Regions from separate parts of the Triticum aestivum genome. Here region 1 is linked to region 2. Evidence: chromatin contacts called from public Hi-C data. All regions are on one chromosome and are shown on one strand. The core of a region is the stretch at or near the end of the contact, and the rest is flanking DNA. Distances in the headings are between cores, read along the strand shown.

The links. Hi-C and Micro-C count contacts between places; a contact is called where the count stands out from the background.
Region 1: a Hi-C map of leaf shows a contact between it and region 2, with 3 times the contacts expected there. The contact joins the enhancer-like site here to the promoter of LOC123054127 in region 2. A contact is called at or near these places in 2 of 5 Hi-C or Micro-C datasets (both in leaf).

What each region holds. Positions count from the first base shown.
Region 1 is chr2D:510,010,039-510,014,297 of IWGSC CS RefSeq v2.1, forward strand. No RefSeq gene overlaps it. Among protein-coding and RNA genes, the nearest start is that of LOC123054128, 41 kb to the left of the region's middle. Within about 2 kb of position 1,978, at least 7 of the 8 cell types and tissues checked have an H3K27ac peak or open chromatin away from gene starts, as enhancers often do. A contact at or near this core is called in leaf, where this site is marked.
Region 2 is chr2D:509,961,368-509,966,189 of IWGSC CS RefSeq v2.1, forward strand. LOC123054127 (protein HOTHEAD) reads right to left here and starts at 1,913. Exons shown (of 5, transcript XM_044477820.1): 1 at 1,753-1,913; 2 at 1,013-1,660; 3 at 475-893; 4 at 1-380. The coding sequence starts at 1,822. LOC123054128 (SPX domain-containing membrane protein OsI_17046) reads right to left here. Exons shown (of 12, transcript XM_044477821.1): 8 at 4,733-4,822; 9 at 4,394-4,566; 10 at 3,884-4,074; 11 at 3,073-3,206; 12 at 2,442-2,967. The coding sequence ends at 2,729.

The DNA.
Region 1 (4,259 bases), core at 728-3,227, 49 kb after region 2:
GGAAGCACATGTGCTTCATGTACATAACAAATTCAGATATAACAGTCGATGACTGAGTCATACAATACACAATGGAGTGCCCAAATTCAGGACCAACAAAAGGGACTATACAACCATATGCACTTAGCGAACAACACCTAAAACATATAAATAAATCAGGGAGGAGTATATCAAGATTTATTGGACTCAATACCTAGGTTAGATGAGGATGGTGCATGCGGATGATGAGGGTCGAGGGGGCTAATCCAGATGTCTTACTCGTTATGGCTTCATTTGTCAACCGGGAGGACCCTCTGCCACGGTGAACCAGAGGTCGCATGCCACGAAGATACTGCAGATGCTCGGGGCGGCAAGGAGGTTGTGAGCTCATTCCTTGTGCGCGCCATGGTAGAAGGGGCGCAACGGCCCGGTTAATCTCATGGTCCAAGGGGGATGTCTGAATCATGGCGGATGGGTTCGGGGTGAGAGCTCGGGGATGGAGATGATTCGGGAGCATGCGATGGAGATGGGAACGAGGGACGCGTGGGTGGGTACATGGCAGGTGTGATTATGGGTGAATATGTGGCGAGAAAATCGTCGAGATTTGAAAACACATCGACGGGAGTGGAATCAATTTCGACTATGAGATGAAAGCCGCATCGACGTCCCTTGACTAGTCTGAAGATTAGATCCTATTAGACTTCCGTTGGAAGAGTTTCCCTAAATTATAAGTGCTTGTCGATGTTCAACTAAGATCTTCCTATGAGTGAATTGAATTTCCTGATTGTATTTGTGCCGAAGCTTACTATGAAAGAAATGTTCTCTTTCAAAATTATCACTCATTTGCATTATTTATTTTCACTTCTTTAGTGACTTTATTCTTCACTTGATGCTTTTGAGATCTCTATGAAAAGCAACATGCGATAGATAACTACTCCGTCCATCCCATAATGTATGACCTTTTTTGAAACGTCTTATATTATGGGACGGAGGGAGTATGTCTGATGCTAGGTTGCCCTGTTCTACATATATATAGTAAAATGAAGAAAAAATTAGTTGTTAATTGGAGAGTTCGTACATAATTTGTTTCATCAAATTAACATCGTTAATTGCGACCGGGCAGCATGTCCGGTTAGCAATCTCATACCTTGAAAAACATCGTTAATTGTTGCCTGTGGCAACGCGCCGGAATTATACTAATGGTGGTTAAGGGTGAAACATCTCGGCCATCATTATTTACACAATGGAAGAACCGGGTCGTTCTTACGCCAATTTTTTTACTTAAGATTTCTCCCAAGTCTTCTCTTTTTTTGTGAAACCTGATTTATCCCATGTCAAGCAAGAAGAATCAGCAAAACTTTTGTGGCTATGGACTCACATTCTCACGAGTCCACATCAATTTCATCCAAGTTATCACCAGCAGCCTTCTGTGACATGTGTACAGCAAATACTATATTGTGTGCCCCTAAAAAAACCTATATTGTGTGGTCTCCATGAGTGCGCCGATTTTAGGTGGAGATGTAGCTGTACGGAACCATTTGCTTATGGACTGTGCAAAGGATCTTTCCCTCCGATGCATCACTCTCATTTAATTTTGTTATTATCAGTAACAAACAAAAGGTTCGGCTTGACGAACTGTCACCACTTGACATAAAATCTACATCAATCGAATAGAACAGGCAAAAATTCGCAGCCCACCAAAAACCCACGTACGTATGAAAGTGAAAAGCCGTTACTACTACATCGTTCGTTCGTCCTACGGCTACCAACTCGTGCACGCACGTGCTAGGCGTGACGAAGAGAATCAAAGAATGCCTCTTTCGAGTGCGACGGGGGGCAAATGAAATGCACGGCGGCCATCGCCCATCCGTCTCTCTCCATTTTCGTCTCTTCCCAGCTTCTTCCACAGCCGGGCGCAGTGTTTTCGAACAGGTTGCACGGCGAGGGCGATGGCTCGACCGCAATAATCGAGCGCTGGTTTTGGACGCGGCAATGATACAGCCACACCACGATCTGATGTAGTATGGTCCTTCACCAGCTTGTCCTTTTGGCAGGTGAAGGTGACCTCTGGGCTGTCAGATGGCAAAGTTTCTTCCGTCCGTGCGTGGCGCGACACAGCCGAGTATCGCCATCAGCGACCCTCCGCTGCTGCGCGTGCCGTTGCCGGCCTCGTGCCACGCTACGCCGGGCCAAGCCGTCTGATCGTCTCTCTCCTCTCCACCCCTCGCGGCCGTCAGTCAGGGTACGGCGCACGGAGCACGTCCAACCTCGTTCGCAGCCCTACGCGTGACCACGACCTGCCTCTTTCTCCACGCCAGGGCTATTTCTCGCCCACTGCGAGACTCTGGCGCAGCGCTACATGATTTTAATTTTTTAATTAGTGATCAATTTTCAACTTGTTAACATTTTTTCTAAAATTCATGACAATTATTTCATTTTTCAATATTTTTCGAAAATTCTTGAACAATAATTTAGTTCATATACCAAGTGGTCATCTTGGTAAGCTATCAACAAAAATTGCAATAAATAATTTAGTTCATATATGTTTCTTTAAATTTTGGAACATTTTTAGTTCACGTACATTTATTTAAATTCATGAAATTTTTCTAAGATATTGGCTCCTTTTGAAATTCGGAAAACATATTGCAACCTTTTAAATTTATAGAATATTTGTAAATTCATGAACATTACAAAAATTCTTAAGTATTTTTTATGTGCCACAATTTTTTTTCTACAATCGCACAAATTTTAGAAAAAATAATACAGGACTTTAAAAAAATTCAAAACATTTCAATTTTTATATTTTGAAAAATATAAAATATTTTCAAATTTTCCAGTATTGCAATAGCACGCGTAATGATAAAACTACATAAAAACAGGCAAAATGGAGATGTCCCACTACACGGCAGCGCTGAGCCTGAGGTGTGCGCAATTGATATATATCGCTCCGCGCAAGCATTTTACATAGAGATCGCCTACAAAGGATAAGAGTGTCTGGGCCATTTGCACAAACCAGCTTTGGACCCCGATTTATTTTCACAATTTCCCTAACATTGTTTTGGCCGTCCTTGCTGTTTATTCTTGCAGTTTTTATTTCCCCTTTTTCTTTTTGGTTCTGTATATTAATGCAGAAATTCAAACATAGTTTTCCTTTTCCAATATTTGATGTTTTCTCAAATTCATGAATATTTTAAAATTTGGTAAAATTTTCCTAAATTTGTGAATATTTTGGAAATTCATAATAATTTTAAATCTGTGAACATTTTCAGTAATATTTCTTTTAAGAATACACGAACATTTTTATAAATTTCCAAACAATTATTGAATACATTAATATTTTTCCTCTTTGTGAATATTTTTACAATTCTTTAAAATTTGCTAAAATACCGAATAAAATTTTAAATTCTTAAGCATTTTCTTAATTTTGTGCACATTTTAGTTTCATGAAATTTGATAAAATTCGTCATTAGTTTTGCATATTTTTTTAACATTTCCAAAATTCATGAACATTTTCTAAATTCTTCAAATTTTATACAAGAACATTTTTATCAAATTCATGAACATGTTTCAAATAGAAAGAAAACGCACCAAACTATCAAAAAAGCGAAAACATCGAATTCATTTTAATCCAAAACTACTGAATTAGAATAAAAGTGGGAAAAGGAAGAAAAAACAAAAAATAAATAAACCCTGTCAAGGCTATTGGTGTGGGCGATTCGACGTGCGAATGGGCTGGCCCATCCCGCAGGTATGGAATGCCTGCCTAGCCTAGCGAGCGAGGCCAGCTTGCAGGTTGCTAGAAGCGATACATGGCGGGCCATCCTATAGGCAGCTTATTGCGGCAAGAAATCGCGGCTTCGCACACGGCGCAGCTCACCCCTGGGCCGCCCATTTCTGGTGCCTTCGCTTGGCGACGTAAAGATCGCAAAAACAGTTTGCGTTAGAGATCGAACCCACCACCTGTCCTAGATGCACACACTGCGCTACAACCACGACTGGCTAGCCCAAGAGAAATACTTACAATGCGAATCTTAAAGAATCTAACCGCGGCGACAAAACTTTAAAACCAGTTTGCGAAATTTCCACAAAAAAACTTTTGTAAAACTTTTTTGAAAGAAAAATAACAAAATTTAAAACATGAACTATTTTTTTGAAACTATGAACAATATTTACAAAACTTCAAAAATTCAAAGTCCCCCCCGAACATTTTTTTGAATTGGCGAACAAAATATGACAACATGAATAATTTTTCGAATTAGTGATCAAAATGCGAAAATGTA
Region 2 (4,822 bases), core at 663-3,162:
GACTTGGAGTCGTTGTCGTGCCGAGGCAGCAGGTTGACGGGGAACTCCGCCGTGATGTTGAGCAGCTCCTCCAAGGAGAAGTAGGGGTACGTGAAGTTCTGGAAGGATTTGGACTGGATGACGCGCTCGATGAGCGTCAACCCCTCCACGCAGCGCCGGAGGTCCTCCGGGTGCGAGAAGTAGTTGAACGTCACCGCCGGGTTGTCGTCTGGGTTGAGGTTCCGCAGCTCGAGGTGGCCCGTGGACGCCGGCCCAAGGACCTTCTCCAGGATGAAGCCGCCGCGGAACACCGAGTCGTCGAGCTGGCTCATCGCCTCCGTCGCGCGCGCGATGGCCTCCGGCGTGCGCTGCTTCGGGGGCACCGTGGCCAGCTGCCCAGTCTGAAAGAACAACATGCAAGCTGGGATCACAGTGTTCTGTTCCACTGACCGTTTGGCAAGTTGTCAGTGTCACTCGCAATGTATACGTACGTACCTGTGGAGAGAACATGCCGAAGTTGCGGGGCGGCCGGCGGTTGCCGCCGGAGCCCTGGTGGCGCGGGTTGGCCCAGTTGGAGCCGCTGGCGCCCTCGATGTAGCTGCCGAAGTGGGTGATGCCGACGACCTGGATGAGGGAGACCTCGACGGGGGAAGGCGACGGCACGAAGATGGCGTTCATGGGGTTGTCGGCCATGCCCTGGCCGACCGCCGACTGGTTCAGCACGAGGGTGATGTTGAAGGAGCGCAGGTGGTCCGCGGGGCCGACGCCGCTGAGCATCAGCAGCTGCGGGCTGCCCATGGCGCCCGCGGAGAGGATGATCTCGTTGCGGCGGCCGGTGTTGAGGTAGGCCTTGTGCATCCGCCCCCTGGAGTCGTGGAACACCACGCCGTGCGCCACCGACCGTGCCCGGCGCCCTGGCGCGCAACAAGCGCGGGTGACGAAATGTCAGTTCGGTCGGCACGCAAAAATGCCGCGTGCATGCATGTCGCCTGGCCGTAAACACAAAACGAACTTTGACTGATAGAGCTCTGACCTCCGACATTGAAGAGGATCTTGGCCACTCTGGCCCGGAGCAGCAGGTCGATGCCCTCGGGGCGCGCGTACCGCAGCAGGTCGGCGGCCGTGTGGCGCCGCCCCTCGTCGTCGAAGATGGAGCCGCCGACCTTGGTGCCGTCGATGTGGTCAAACGTGAAGCCGTTGTCCGGCGCGACGCCGACCTCCATGAGCCCCCTCTGCAGCGCGGCCTGCCAGGGGCCGAGCTCCGGGTGGAACGCCACCACGTCCTCCACCCACCGGTACGCCGCCTTGGCCGCCTCGAGGTCCCACCCGACGTCCAGCACGTACTCGTCGCTGGCGCGCGTGTAGAAGCCGGCGTTGATGCAGCTGCCGCCGCCCAGCACCCGCGGGCGCGAGTTGATGACGCCGTCCTCGGACACGAACCGCTGCGCCGGCGACCCCGCGGACGTGTCGGCGAGCGTGGCCGTGAAGTGGGTCATGTTCTCCACCCGCTGGTCCCCATACGGCGACCCGCCGCGCTCCAGTAGGAGCACGCGGAAGCGCTGCGACAGCGTGGCGGCGAGCGGGCACCCCGCCGTGCCGCCGCCCACGATGATGTAGTCGTAGTACGACACCGCCGGCGCCCGCGTCGCGTCCCTGGCGAACGTGTAGTTCACGGCTCGCGCTGTTTTTGTTTCACGACATCAATGCACACGCTCATCAATCGGTAACACAATGGCATAATGCAAGATGGACACGGAGAGCTAAACCAGTCACCTTGTGGCGAGCAGCACAGGATCGCGCAGATGATCACCAGTGCTCTTGCGAACGGCTGGTCGGAAGCCATGGCGAGTACGTACGTGCCAAGATGCAAGCCGACCGTGACGAGGTTGGACTGAGAGTGCTGTGGTGGAGCTTGGTTCTTGTGTGACCAACCCGTAGGATACCATGCGCCCTTTATATCGCCGTGCTCCGGTAAATCGCCCGACGACCCGGCATGCACACTTGTTGCACACATGCGACCATACGTGTGCTAGGGTACAGCAGGCCGCAGTGAGCATGCCATGAGCGTGGTAAAGAAGCGGTAGGAAAAGGACTCAACCACCGGAGCAACCAGTGAGCTCATCTCCGTGGCCGTGCGGAGCGGCCGTGTCAAAGGTGACGCGCCCTCTTCCCTGTTTGGTCGCGACCTACCGCCGGGCCGGGGCGAGTCAGCGGGTGAGGATTTGGCATGGCCCAGCTAAACGGTTGACGCATGCCCATCTGGCGCGCTCGAAACGGCCCGGCCCAGCGAGGTTTCTTTAACACGCCCCAGCGCCTGCATTTGGCGCCCCGCGTGGAGTTAGATCATCTACCCCGGGAGCCGGGCGTTGGGAGCTCAGTATTAAAGCCTCAGGATTGCTTAGAGGAGTACAGAAATACCTTGTCACTTTAAATTTGTCAGTGTGCGCCAGAAATCATATCCATGCTGCATTTCCAACACACACTAAATGCATCTGAATTCGCAGGTTCAGGGATACAAATAAAAAAGCAACTTAATTTACATCTGTTCGATGCATGCACTACCGCACTACGACGCCTTTTTCTTACATGGACGTGCAACAGATCAACATTTACACAGTTTATTGAAGTTGATGAAGTCTACAAACAAATATCGCCACTACTTGAACTACCCAGCCCAATGTGGGCAGGAACCATTTTCACTGCCTGTACATTCTTCAGAGAGTAGAAAAGGTTGTACTGATCAGCCTCCTCAGTAGAGGGTGTTGTATGTGCAGAATGTTGCGACGATGGAGACGATGGTGATCACGAGAGGCGGCAGCAGGGTGACGTTGAGGAGCATGTCCGTGCCTAGGTAGCCCGCTGCGGTGATTGTCGCGTCCGCGACCACACGGGCCAGCGTCCCGGCCTCCGTTGAGAGGAGGCCGCCGTTGTAGGTCCCTCGCGACAGCCTCGATGACATGACCCGCGAAAGCAGGGACAGGTTTACTCCTGCATTTGATCGTGAGCAATGTAGAGGTTGTTTCAGATATAATATCGCATGTGCTGCTGAGCTGAATGATTCTCGGATTAGACGATTAGTTATGGTGTACATACCTTCAAGCACCTCTGCGAATACGAACGTGATGAGAGCCGAAGAGACGTACTGTGGAATGGAGTAGTGAGGTGTGTAACGGAAGCTCATGATAATGCCAATCAGAACCATGATTTCAGATGCCAACAGAATTTGCCTGCGAAAGAGGACTTTTTATCATTAAAATCTTCAAAATGGGTAAAAGGTAGCCTAAAAAGACAAATATTTAGGAACGGAGGGAGTAAAAGGAAGCCTAAAAATAATTCTGATTTTATTTGTAACATACAGTTTTCCAAAAAGGAGGGTAATCCCCGGTCTCTGCATCGAGCAATGCACACAGTCATTTTTTTGTAACATACATAGTCGTGTGTTCCACCCATATGTAATGCGGAAAATATAAAATCGGACCTCCCAAATGTTTGAAAAATGCCTTCTTTAGAGCACCAATTTTGTCTTTTTTCGTCCAGAACACAAGGAATGTCAATTCTTCACGAAACATCACACATGGGTAGAAGACACTTATTATGTTTGTTACCAAAAAAAAAAACAGATTGTTCCTGGATTTTTTTCTCGTTTTTTTGCAATTTACTATTCATCTGGGTGCATGTGTACCCAGGTTCACCGAGTCTGCTCTGGTGGCTTCACCCAATTGTATCTCAATATGACAGTGTAAGAGCAATAGGACATTGCATTTGTGTTCTATTGTGTCTTTCAACAACTAGGCTATATTACATCAGCCTAATCGTATTGCATGGTTCAATGAAGGCAAGAAAAGCAATATGATTAGTATGATGCTTCTAGAAACGATAAGGATGTTATGTTAAGAGAAGTTACCTGTCCTCAAACCAATTCGTAACGTAGCTCCCAACAATGGCATTTACTGGAAGAACAGTCAACCCAAGAATCGCTAAAAAGATGGCCACAGCACTTGTATCCCAGTTAAAATAGTATGTGGTGACAACACTTGATTCGGAGAGCAAAATTTCCATCGCATACTTGAGCATAAAGTATATCAATAGTTGGACCTGAGAAATGACCGTTCATGCGAAGTTATTCAAGGAAGATAACAGAAGACAATAGTGTCAGTAGATAAAGTAAACCTAGACATGAACATATAGTTTTAGTAGTGAGGTATGGTGTCTTTTTAATTGTTTGTCGATGCCAACGTACCTTCTAGTGATTAGAATAAAATTATTTTAAATTTATTGTTAATTCAAGACATCATACCTCACGTCATGGAGTTCAGAATTTTTTGTATGAATGGAACTATAGAGATAATGTGTTTCCTTTTTGGCATGCTTGAATTCAGGGAAAATAAAAGAGTAGTTAGGGGGAAAAACAAACCTTCACAGAGGGTGTCAGCAATTTATATGCTGAAGCAAAGGATGTTGCTGGCTCATGGGAACTTTTAGCATCTTCATCATCATTATCCTCCGAATTATCATCCAACCTCTCTTCTGAACCTAGAAGCAGAGGTTGTGCTAGACCTTCCTCCAAATTAGCACTTTCTTGATGACCTATTTTCACAAGAAGCAAACTTCGTGTTGGAACAATTTCTGGCAATGTTATCGTACAAGGATGAATTCCAGCGTAGTTTATGTTTTCAAACAGAACATTTTGTTCTTCCAAAAAATATAACATTTGCACTAGCAAAGCTACTACTACTGTGGGCTGAGAGCTTACCAGATTCAGAAGGCTGCGATGTTCTGGCCGCAGCCTCGGCTGCAGCCTTAGCGAAGTGTTCCGGCTCTTTGAATGAAAACCATAGCCACA